Linked DNA regions of Mus musculus: region 2 is linked to region 1. The links are chromatin contacts, called in public promoter capture Hi-C maps. All regions are on one chromosome and are shown on one strand. The core of a region is the stretch at or near the end of the contact, and the rest is flanking DNA. Distances in the headings are between cores, read along the strand shown. Region 1 overlaps Arhgef18 (rho/rac guanine nucleotide exchange factor (GEF) 18). Region 2 holds the start of Camsap3 (calmodulin regulated spectrin-associated protein family, member 3).

The links. Promoter capture Hi-C pulls out the DNA fragments that hold promoters and counts their contacts.
Region 2: a promoter capture Hi-C map of embryonic stem cells shows a contact between it and region 1, with 7 read pairs. The contact joins the promoter of Camsap3 here to the enhancer-like site in region 1. A contact is called at or near these places in 1 of 39 promoter capture datasets (embryonic stem cells), 3 of 484 Hi-C or Micro-C datasets (embryonic stem cells and nephron progenitors), 4 of 115 datasets of contacts at active chromatin or transcription factors (embryonic stem cells and stem cell-derived neural progenitor cells) and 2 of 9 other capture datasets (adipose tissue and pancreatic islet).

What each region holds. Positions count from the first base shown.
Region 1 is chr8:3,397,982-3,403,492 of GRCm38.p6, reverse strand. The region is part of intron 10 of Arhgef18 (rho/rac guanine nucleotide exchange factor (GEF) 18); the gene reads right to left. Among named protein-coding and RNA genes, the nearest start is that of Gm46029, 26 kb to the left of the region's middle. Within about 2 kb of position 2,737, at least 10 of the 459 cell types and tissues checked have an H3K27ac peak or open chromatin away from gene starts, as enhancers often do. A contact at or near this core is called in embryonic stem cells, where this site is marked.
Region 2 is chr8:3,584,161-3,589,671 of GRCm38.p6, reverse strand. It overlaps Camsap3 (calmodulin regulated spectrin-associated protein family, member 3), which reads right to left and starts at 2,222. Exons shown (of 17, transcript NM_027171.3): 1 at 1,713-2,222. The coding sequence starts at 1,860. Rps23rg1 (ribosomal protein S23, retrogene 1) reads right to left here. Exons shown (of 6, transcript NM_001024728.2): 6 at 4,896-5,511. The coding sequence ends at 5,418. It also overlaps the pseudogene Rps23-ps2.

The sequences.
Region 1 (5,511 bases), core at 1,488-3,987:
TTCTCTTACATAGCCCAGGGATGAGCCTGAGTTGCAGGTACCTTTTGTGTTTTGTTTTCATTTGTTTCCAAGACAGAGGCTCACCTACCCCAGGCTGGCCTTAAACTCACTATGTAGCTGAGGATGACCATGAACTGATCCTCCTGCCTCTACCTGCAGAGAGCCGGGATGATGGGTGAACACTAACATGGGTTTCTCTTTTACATTATACTGGGTTTCAATCTTTTTAAAAATGTTATGTTGACTCAGTTGGTCACTCAGACATCAAAACTGGGTGGTAAGATGGCCAACCAGTAAAGGTGCTGCCTGCAAGCCCAGCAACCTGAGCTCCATCTTCAGGATCAACATGGTGGAAGGAGACAATGACCCTCATAAGTTGCCCTCTGATGGTCACTCAATTAATAAATGAATAAATGTAATAAAAGTATTCTTAGATAAAATCAAGGTTAGAGTCTGGAAATAATGAAAGCAGCCCGTTACAGAAGATAGACATGTTCAGTGACAGTGACTGCATATCAAAAAGCTCCAAGCCCCACCCACCCCTCTACGGAAAAGAGGTGGGACGGTCAAGAGCACTGGCTGTCCTTGCAGAAGACCCAGATTCAGTTCTCTGCACTCACACCTTGTGGTTCGCAGCTGCCTGTATCTCCAGCCTCAGGAACCCGATTCCCTCTTCTGGCCTCCATTGCTGATACATGTATGCAGTGTATAGACATCGTTCAGGGAAATAGTCACGTGTGAAAATAAAAATAACTCTTAAAACAGAGGGACAGAGCCAAGCTTTATTGGTGAAATAAAGAATGTGTGTCAGCAGAGGTGGCCAGAAGGAGGGCGAATACTTGAAGAGCTCAGTACTTTTTTCTTTCAGTGAATAGAAAAGCAACCTGCCCTGGGCAGGAACCAAACCTTGTACACAGAATGCCCTCCTCCTGGGGGGTGGGGGGAGGATCTCTTTTCTTAATGACTTTGGAAATGAGTGTTTTGACCCACTGCATTCTGGAAAAATACACCAAATGGAGTCAGGGTAGGGGAATCCCAGAAAGATCTGCTGCGGGAGGGACGCTCTGGTCTGAACTTGCCCAAGGTAAGTGAATCTTTCCGACGAGGACGTAGGGAGTAGAATAACTAGAAGGTCTTATTGTTTTTAGCCTCGGATGGAAGGTTGGCAAGATGGCTCGTCAGATAAAGGGAATTGCTGCCATGTCCTATAAACTGAGTTTGGTTCCCAGGATTGACACGGTGGAAGGAGAGAACTGACTCTCCCAAAATGTCCTTTAACCTCCACATATGGCCCTACCCATAAATCAATAACCTGGTAGTCCCTGAACTCTGGTGTTTTTGTTTTTTGTTTTTTTGAGACAGGGTTTCTCTGTGTAGCCCTGGCTGTCCTGGAACTCACTCTGTAGACCAGGCTGGCTGACTCAGAAATCCACCTGCCTCTGCCTCCCAAGTGCTAGGATTAAAGGCGTGCACCACCACACCCAGCCCCTGAACTCTCTGTTAACCCATGCCCTGGACCCCATGCAGGAAGAGTGGGTCCACACCATCACCCAGATTCTGAGACACTAAGTCAGCTGTCCCCTGTCTTAGTCAGGGTTTCTATTCCTGCACAAACATCATGACCAAGAAGCACATGGGAGGAAAGGGCTTATCCAGCTTACATTTCCACATTGCTGTTCATCACTAAAGGAAGTCAGGACTGGAACTCAAGCAGGTCAGAAAGCAGGAGCTGATGCAGAGGCCATGGAGGGATGTTCCTTGCTGGCTTGCTTCCCCTGGCTCGCTCAGCCTGCTCTCTTATAGAACCAAGACTACCAGCTCAGAGATGGTCCCACCCACAAGGGGACACCCCCCCCCCCTTGATCACTAATTGAGAAAATGCCTTATAGCTGGATCTCATGGAGGCATTTCCTCAACTGAAGCTCCTTTCTCTATGATAACTCCAGTTGTGTCAAGTTGACACAAAACTAGCCAGTACACCCTCTATCTCATTTGTGGCCTTCACACCTCAACTTTTACAGCGCCACACAGCCTAGAGACAGAACTGTAGAAAGGCCAAATCTAAGGGGTAGGGAGACGGCTGGGGTAGTAAAGTGCTTGCTGGGCAAGCATGAGGACTTCATGTAAAAAAGCCAGGCTATGGGAGTATGCTCCTATCATCCCAGCTTTGGGGAGGTGGAGACGGGCACAAGCATGCACACAAACACACCCCAACCTCATTCGCATTCACCCTTACCACAAACACTGACCAACAATGATTCATGGGTCAGACAGTTTTAATTTGTAAATGAAGTCTTATTGGAACAAGGTCACGTCTTCATTTTCTCCTTTCTCTATTCCAACTCCTCTATCCCCTGCACCACATTCTCCTCCCAATTTCCTGTGCTCTTTAAAAAACAAAAAACAAAAATTAAAAACAAAACAAAACAAACAAAAAACCCCAAACTTGTGGTGCACACTCACTGTTGCTGATATGTATGTACCTGGTGACAGGAGCACGGGTAGCCTTTCAGGGACCACATCTGTGAAGAACCCCAACTCTCCTTCCAACTGTCAGTGACTTCTCAGTTAGGGGTAGCACTTCATGAGCCCTTCCCTGTCCTCACTGAGACGTTGGCTGGTTTGAGCTTGTGCAGGCCACTTTGCAGAGAAGTTTGCTGGTCCCTCTACTGTATCTAATTAGCTTGTTCTGGAAGGGAGGGCCAATTCCACCAGGCAGGGATCAGTGGGAGGTGAGGGAACACCCATTATTATTATGCTTGACAGCAGAAGAGATTAGAGTGAGGGAAATGCAGAGGGAATTAACTATGGGCAATCATCCTGAGCGCCAGAGTGCTAAGCCTGCAAACTGGGAGCAGGCATTTTGTTCTCTGAGCACCTTAACTTCCCCACAAGCCTAAGGAGGCTACAACAGCTTAGAGGCTAAAAACACTGGCTGTGCATGCAGAGGACCTGGGCTCAATTACCAGCATGGGCATGGAGGCACACAACTGTCCACAATTCCAGTTCCAGGGTAGCCAATGCCTTCTGACCTCCACAGGCACCAGGCACAAATATGGTCCATTACACGCACACCAAGAAAAAAACACTCACGCACATAAAATTAAGATGAATATTAAACCTTTAATCCCAGCACTTGGGAGGCAGAGGCAGGCGGATTTCTGAGTTCGAAGCCAGCCTGGTCCACAGAGTAAGTTCCAGGACAGCCAGGGTTACACAGAGAAACTGTCTCGAAAAACCAAAAAAAAAAAAAAAAAAAAAGAGAATTAAAAATTTTTAAAGAAGCTTCTAACATAAAAAGAAGAATGCCAAGTATTCATGTAAGTAAATGGGGCTAGCAAGATGGCTCAGTGAGTAAAGAGGATTGCTGCCAAGCCTGGCCACTTAAGTTCGATCCCCAGGCCCAGGCCCAGGCCCAGGCCCAGGCCCCATATGGTGGAAGTTGAGAATTGAGCCATGCAAGTTGTCATCTGACCTCCACACAAGCCTTCCTGCCATACAAAATAAGTAAAAATGCACTAAAATTTTTTAAATGTAAATCAGTAGCTAATTCCTATGGCAGGAAAATTCCAGAACTTTGCAAAGGCCTCCGTTAGCATCCTTTTTACAACTAAAATGGTGTGAGCTTGAATATATTTTAACATATCCGGCGTGTATCAAGGTCAGGGTGCAACCTGGGAGGGGGGTTGATGGGAGGGACATTTTCTTCCCCCCACCTTTGTCTTTAAAGATAGAGTCTTGTCCTTTCCCGTTTTCACATGTGTGAATGGGTGTGTGTGAATGTGTGTTCATGTTTTCCATGCATGTGGATACACATATGTGTATGGGTGTCAGTACAAGGGGTGTGTGTGTCATGTTCAAGCAAGCATTTGGAGGCCTGGGATTGCCATTGGGAATCACACACAATTAGTCTTCCACATTATTCACTGAGGCAGAGGCTCCCAGTAGAAGCAAGGGCTCACCAGTATGGCTAGTCTCCATAGTCAGTTTGCTCTCGGGGTCCCTTATCTCTGCTTCCTGAGGCCAGAATCACAGGTGTATTGCCAACCTTTCATTTATGTGGGTTCCGGGTCTGAAGATGATCAAATTCTGGTCCTTCCCCCTGAGCAACAAACAGTCTAACCATTTTCCAGCCCCTTTAAGGTGGTTACCTGGGGGCTGGAAAGAGTATGAACCGCAGGGACAAACATGAGTATCTGACACACTACGATACAATGTATCCATTTATTTATGAATCTTTTGAAGCAGGTTCTCATGTAGCACAGGATGGCCCTTGAATTCATGATGAAGCTGAAGATACCTTGAAACTCTTGGTTCTTCTGTCTCTAACTCCCATATGCTAAAGTTATATGCCAGTGTCTCCACAGCGGCTTCACTTTTACATTTGAGGTGGGGCATGTGTGCCAAAGTCATCAGGCTTAGCAGCAAGCACCTTTACCTGACGAGTCACCTAGTTGGCCCTCAATTATTCTTTACCGTAAATTATCTCCAGAGAGCCCGGGACTCTAAAGAGTTTGACACCCTCATCATTGCTTCCTTTTTGGATTAAGTGAGTCTAAATCTACTACCTGAACTTCAAAATGCTGGGAGAGTATTGTACATAGTTCTCACTGAGAGAGGCTAGAAGCCAAGGGTTCTGGAGGGGGCAAATGCGTCAACTGGCATAGTGTGAGGATCTGAATTGGATCCCGGTACCCACTTTAAAAGCTAGGCTATGACCCCAGTGCTGGGTATACAGAGACAGGAAGATCCCTGCAGCCTGGGGGCTGTGTCCAGCAAGTACACGGACCAGAGTTCAGATCTCCAGCAACCACCTAAGCCCAGCTGTAATCCTAGACCAGGGGTGTAGACAAAGGATCCCTGGGGCTGACTGTCCAGCTAGCCTTACTGAATCAGTAAGCTCCAGGTTCAGTGAGAAACCCTGTTTCAAAAATAGGTGGGGGGTCGGAAGATGGCTCTGTGAGTGAAAAGAATGTCCGCTGTGCCAGACCTAAGTTCCCGTTACTCATATAAAAAGTGGGGCATGTCTATATGTGCCTGTAACCCTGGAACTGTGGGAGGCTGAGAAAGGAGAATGCCTGCAACCTAGGTCCAGGTATAGTGAGAGACCCAATTTCAAAGGATTAAGGCAGAGAGTGATAAAACAGCATCTTCCTATTGCCTCCATACGTACATGTGTACCTGCACACACATGTGCACATACACAAGAACACGCACACACATTACATACAGGCACACACACAAACAAACCAATGCTTTTGGGCCAGCAAGATGGCTCATTTGGTGAAGGCGCTTGCCACTTAACCTGGCAGCCTGAGCTTATGTTGGAAGGACCAACGCAATGCCTTCAACCACACTGTTCTGTTTATCAGGAACCTTGAAGGCTCAACCCTGCAATTTCTGCCCAAGGAAGATTTCCTGCCCTACCAGGGCTATACCATGTAGATTGCACCCCCATGCCTCTGCCTCAACCCTCGCCACATTGGACCTGCTTTGTAGCTTTCTTCTGTG
Region 2 (5,511 bases), core at 973-3,472, 190 kb before region 1:
CTCAAACTCAACCATGACTTAACAGAGTTGGGCTCCTGGCTGGCAAGATTGCCCAGTGGGTAGAGGTACCTATTTCAGAAGACCCGATGAAGTGTTCAGGTGACAAGGATGATGTTTTGTGGTGGTTCTCTGACCTCCATCCACATGTTGTGGTGCATGCCCATGCTTACATACACAGGCAATGATAAAAAAATCAAAATTAAAAAGCTCAGGAAGCCAGCCTTTCTAATCTAATTATCTCGGCCTTGTGAGGGGCTGGGACAGAGGTCCCAACTCCCAAATCTTTTCTTTCTCAGGCCCCAGGTCCCTGGGGGTGTGCAGGTGTCAGAGGCAGCTGGCCAGCCACACAGGGAGGAGAGCGGTAAGAGAGACTACTAGAAAGTGGGAAAGACAGGACTGTGCAGAAGCAACTGATGGACAGCTGTCACAGGAGACCCACACCCGGAACAGGCTGGTCTGGGAAGGCAATGGAGTGGGGGAGGGGCTGCACCTACTTAGTGCCAAGATCAGTAGGAGGGCAGGGCATTTCCCACCACCACCACATACACACACACACACACACACACACACACACACACACACACATTCACATACACTCACACTCTGTTCCTGCCTTCTCTCTCTCTCTGCATCTTTGCATCTCTGTTTCTGTCTCTCCCCCTCTCCTTCTCTCTATCTCTATCTGTTCCTACTGTCTCTATCTTTTTCTGTCTCTGTGCATGTATGTCTCGTTCTTCTACTCCCAGTAAGGCCTAGACCTTAATGAACCTCTGTTTTTCCCAAGGCCAAGCCTGGCCTCCCAGTTCTATCCTGTGGTGGCTGAAGCTGCCCAAAGCCAGGACTTGGAGAGCCTTCCCAGGTCTGATAATCCACCTTCCTCATTTGCCCAGTAGGAATGGCCCTAGTCCTTCAGGCCTGTGGGCATGCGGAAGGGAGGAGAAAAGGGGTGGCTTCAATAAGAGAAGGCCTGGCCGCCCGAGCTGCCACCCTAGAACAGCTGGTGAATGAGCCATTTATGCCTACCTGAATCCTCAGGAAAATGTGGCAATAAGTCACAACTGCCAGCCTTTACGGGGCCATCGAGACGAAAGAGTGGTCCCAGACACACCACACACACACACACACACACACACACACACACACACACACACGCTGGCCACCGGCAAGGCAGGGTTTGTGTCCCAGTCACTGAGCTGTAGCTCTGATCTCTTAAAACGCTCCTTGCGGGGTCCAAGCCACCGCGTACACGTTGTGAGGGTAGATAGGGAAGGTGGGGGTAGGAGGAACCATCACAGGCTTCTGATGTGTGTGAAAGGGGAGTTGGCCATGCAGTTAGGCCCTGGGGTCTGAGGAGTGGGGTGGGAGGCGGGAAGCAGAGGACTACCAGGAGACCCTTCCCCCACCACACACAAAATTGGTCTGCAGACCCCACCCCTGCTCACCTGGGGGCTCTGATCCCGGGGTCCCAAGGCGCACAGCCTCTTGGCGGGCCCCACCCCCGACTGCGTTCCAGCGACCCGGGCGGGCAAAGTCCAAGGGCCCCGTCCGAGCAGGAAGCTTGGAGGCCCAGCTTAGCAAAGACCAAAAGCTCGGGGACCCTAGGCAGCCCCGAAGCTATTGTTCCCACGGCCCCGGCTTGGCGCCCCGCCCCCCGCACCTGCCGCGCCCCAGCCTGGCTCCCCCGGTCCCCTCCCCAAAGGCCCTCGGGTTACCTGCTCCCCCGAATGCGGCCCGCAGCACCCACGCCAGACTCGCCGCCGCCTTGGCTCGAGAGAAATCGTACTGGTCCAAAGACTTGATCTCGGGGACCAGGAAAGTCCTCCGCAGTGGCCCGGACCCTGCGGGCGCCGCTTCCACCATGGCGACGCCGGGGTTACGGCCGCCCGGGTCCGCGCGCTCTGATGGGCTGGGCTGCGTGCGCTGCGCTGCGCTGCGCTGCTGCCGAGCCTCCGCCACCCCGAATCGGGTTGCCGCCGCGGCTGCTGCTGTTACTAATAAAGCTGCTGAGGCGCCGCTGAACCAGGTGCGGTCGAGCGCGCTGGCGACGCGGCGTCGACCCCGCCCCAAGGCGGAACCCAGGTGCGCCCCGCCCCCAGATTGGACTCAGTTCTCTCTGGCTCCTGGGTCCACATGGGTCCCCACTGACATTAAAGCTTCCATAGGTCCTCCTGCTGCAAAGGGCGGCAGTGATGGCGGATGAGGGAAGGGCTGCAGAAGAACGCATGTCCCTGTATGCGTTCTCGTGTGTGTGTGTGTGTGTGTGTGTGTGTGTGTGTGTGTGTGTGCGCGCGCGCGCGTGTGTTCCTGCTCACTCCCGGACCCTGGAGAGGCTTAGGGACCCTTTGTCATGGATGTCCATGTAGGCTTTTGATCCCACACATATGCAGGTGGAGTTCACATATGCATATGGAGTTTGTGGCTATTACTATACAGTAAGTTCTAGGCCAACCAGGGCTACACAGCAAGACTCTGTCCTAGTTTAAAAAGAAAATGAATGTGTTTGTATCCACTTGCTTGAGAGTACCTGTGAACATCTCTGTCTATAGGTATCTAGATTTGTGATGTCATCTGTTTGTGAAGGTGACTGTTTCAAACCTGTTGTGGTACAATGGTTTGTATTAAGTGGCTAGGGTTGTGCCCTAGTTGACAGAGTCCTTATCTGGTATGTACAAAACCTTCTCCTCCATCCCAAGCACCAAATAAGCTAGGGATGGTGGTAGGTACATGCCTAGAATCATGGCACTTGGGAAGTGGGAAGAAGAGAATTTTTGTAAGTTCAAGGTGATCCTGGGATACATGAGATAAATAAGTAAAATCAAAGAATTGTGTTGTACAACCTTCTGTGTTCTAAGATTGGAAATGAAGGAAGAGAAAGAGCGGGGGGAGAAAGAATGATGTGAGTCTAAACACATCTATCATATAAGGGTGTAATTGTTGACTCTGTCAGGGCAGGAAGATGGCAGAGATACCAAGTGGGTGTATTTAGGCAGGAGAAAAGCTGTGTATGTGAGATTAGCTCTGTAGGGTTACTAGGTGGATTGCAAATGTCCTGATGTGTACCTTTGATATCTGCAGTATTTGTTGAAGAAAGCCTCTGACTAGATGTAGGTAAGGGTCTGAGAGGATCTGTGTGTTTGCGGGTGTGGTTGTGTGCATGGGGCTTTCTGTGTGTGACTAATGATGTGTAGGTGCATACTTTTTTTTTTTTTTTTTGGTATAAACAGTCTTTTGTGTGTGTGTGTGTTTTCAGGTTCAGCATTCCCAGCTCCATAATACAAATCTATTTATCTACAGAACTGGGTTGGAACACTCACTGTTTGGGGGCCTGTGTTACAGGTGGCTTGAGTGAGGTGAGGCAGAACCTAAGGGACTCCCCTCTGTTGACTAGATGGATCTTAGAAAAAGGCTGGCAGCTATGATTTTATTTTTTTTATTATTTATTTATTTATTTTGGTTTTTCCAGACAGGGTTTCCCTGTGTAACCCTGACTGTCCTGGAATTGACTCTGTAGATCAGGCTGGCCTCAAACTCAGAAATCTACTTGCCTCTGCCTCCCAAATGCTGGGATTAAAGGCATGTGGCACCACTGCCCGGCCCTTGGCAGCTACAAAAACTGCCACATTTTCCTGAGGATTCAGGTGGATATAAATGGTTCACTCACTAGCTGTCCTGGGGTGGCAATCTGGGAGGGCAGGCCTTCTCTTATTGAAGCCACCCCTTTTCTCCTCCCTTCCGCATGCCCACAGGCCTGAAGGACTAGGGCCATTCCTACTGGGCAAATGAGGAAGGTGGATTATCAGACCTGGGAAGGCTCTCCAAGTCCTGGCTTTGGGCAGCTTCACCCACCACAGGACAGAATTGATAGACCTGGTCTGGTTTGGGGAAAATGGGGATGAGGGAGAGGGTTAATTAAGATCTAGGACTTTCTGAGAGAGAGAGAGAGAGAGAGAGAGAGAGAGAGAGAGAGAGAGAGAGAGAGAGAGAAAGAGAGAAAGAGAGAAAGAGAGAAAAGGAGAGGGGGGAAAGACAGAAACAGAGATGCAAAGATGCAGAGAGAGAGAAGACAGAGACAGTGTATGTGAGTGTATGTGAGTGTGTGTGTATGTGAGTGTGTGTGAGTGTGTGTGTGTGAGTGTATATGTGGTGGTGGTGGGAAATGCCCTGCCCTCCTACTGATCTTGGCACTAAGTAGGTGCAGCCCCTCCCCCCACTCCATTGCCTTCCCAGACCAGCCTGTTCCGGGTGTGGGTCTCCTGTGACAGCTGTCCATCAGTTGCTTCTGCACAGTCCTGTCTTTCTCACTTTCTAGTAGTCTCTCTTACCGCTCTCCTCCCTGTGTGGCTGGCCAGCTGCCTCTGACACCTGCACACCCCCAGGGACCTGGGGCCTGAGAAAGAAAAGATTTGGGAGTTGGGACCTCTGTCCCAGCCCCTCACAAGGCCGAGATAATTAGATTAGAAAGGCTGGCTTCCTGAGCTTTTTAATTTTGATTTTTTATCATTGCCTGTGTATGTAAGCGTGGGCATGCACCACAACATGTGGATGGAGGTCAGAGAACCACCACAAAACATCATCCTTGTCACCTGAACACTTCATCGGGTCTTCTGAAATAGGTACCTCTACCCACTGGGCAATCTTGCCAGCCAGGAGCCCAACTCTGTTAAGTCATGGTTGAGTTTGAGGCCCAGCCCTGACCAGGACAGCTGGTGTGGAAGAATAATTCAGGTTCTCTGAACTTCTGTTTCTTTTTTTATTTAAGAAAAAGAAAAAAGAAAAAGGTGTTTGTCCACTTACATATCTGTGCCTGAAATCACATAGAAGTTGCTTGCCTGTGGTGTCATGCAGTGGGTTTTCAACTCCATTACTTGTTTTAAAGTTATATTTATTTTCTTATTGGTGTGTGTGTGGGGGGCACCTATGTGGAGGTCAGAGAACAGCATGGGCCCTGGGGGTCAATCTCAGATTGTTAGACTTGCTGGCAAGCACCTTTCTCTGCTGAGCCATCTTGCTAGCCTGAAACCCCCAGTACTTTTGGGACTAGGTTGTTGAGAGGTGACTTGATTGTCTGATGTGGCACAAGACACAGCTTGGTCAGTGTTCACTATGGCAGCTGCTGTGGCTGGTGAGAGTATTTTATCAGTGCCTCCCAGTGTCTCTTAGGCAGAGGACCGTGCAGAAGTTACTCTGTAAGTTTGCAGAAGGGAAGCCCCTGGAGGGGACCTTCATGCTCAGATTCACACATTTCTCTTCTGTTGACCCAGCCCCTTGCACCATGCAGCATTACTCAGTGGCTGCAGCTGGCTCAGGATCAGATTCAGCTCTCAGCTACCTGTGTCTCCCTCCCAGACAAGGAGGTGGGGGCTGGGGGGAGATGCTGAGGAACAGATCAAGGCCAGGTCATCTTTAAAATATAGTTATTAGGGGCCCGTGGCGCCGGCAAGATGGGCAAGTGTCGTGGTCTCCGAACTGCCCGGAAGCTCCGCAGTCACCGACGGGATCAGAAGTGGCATG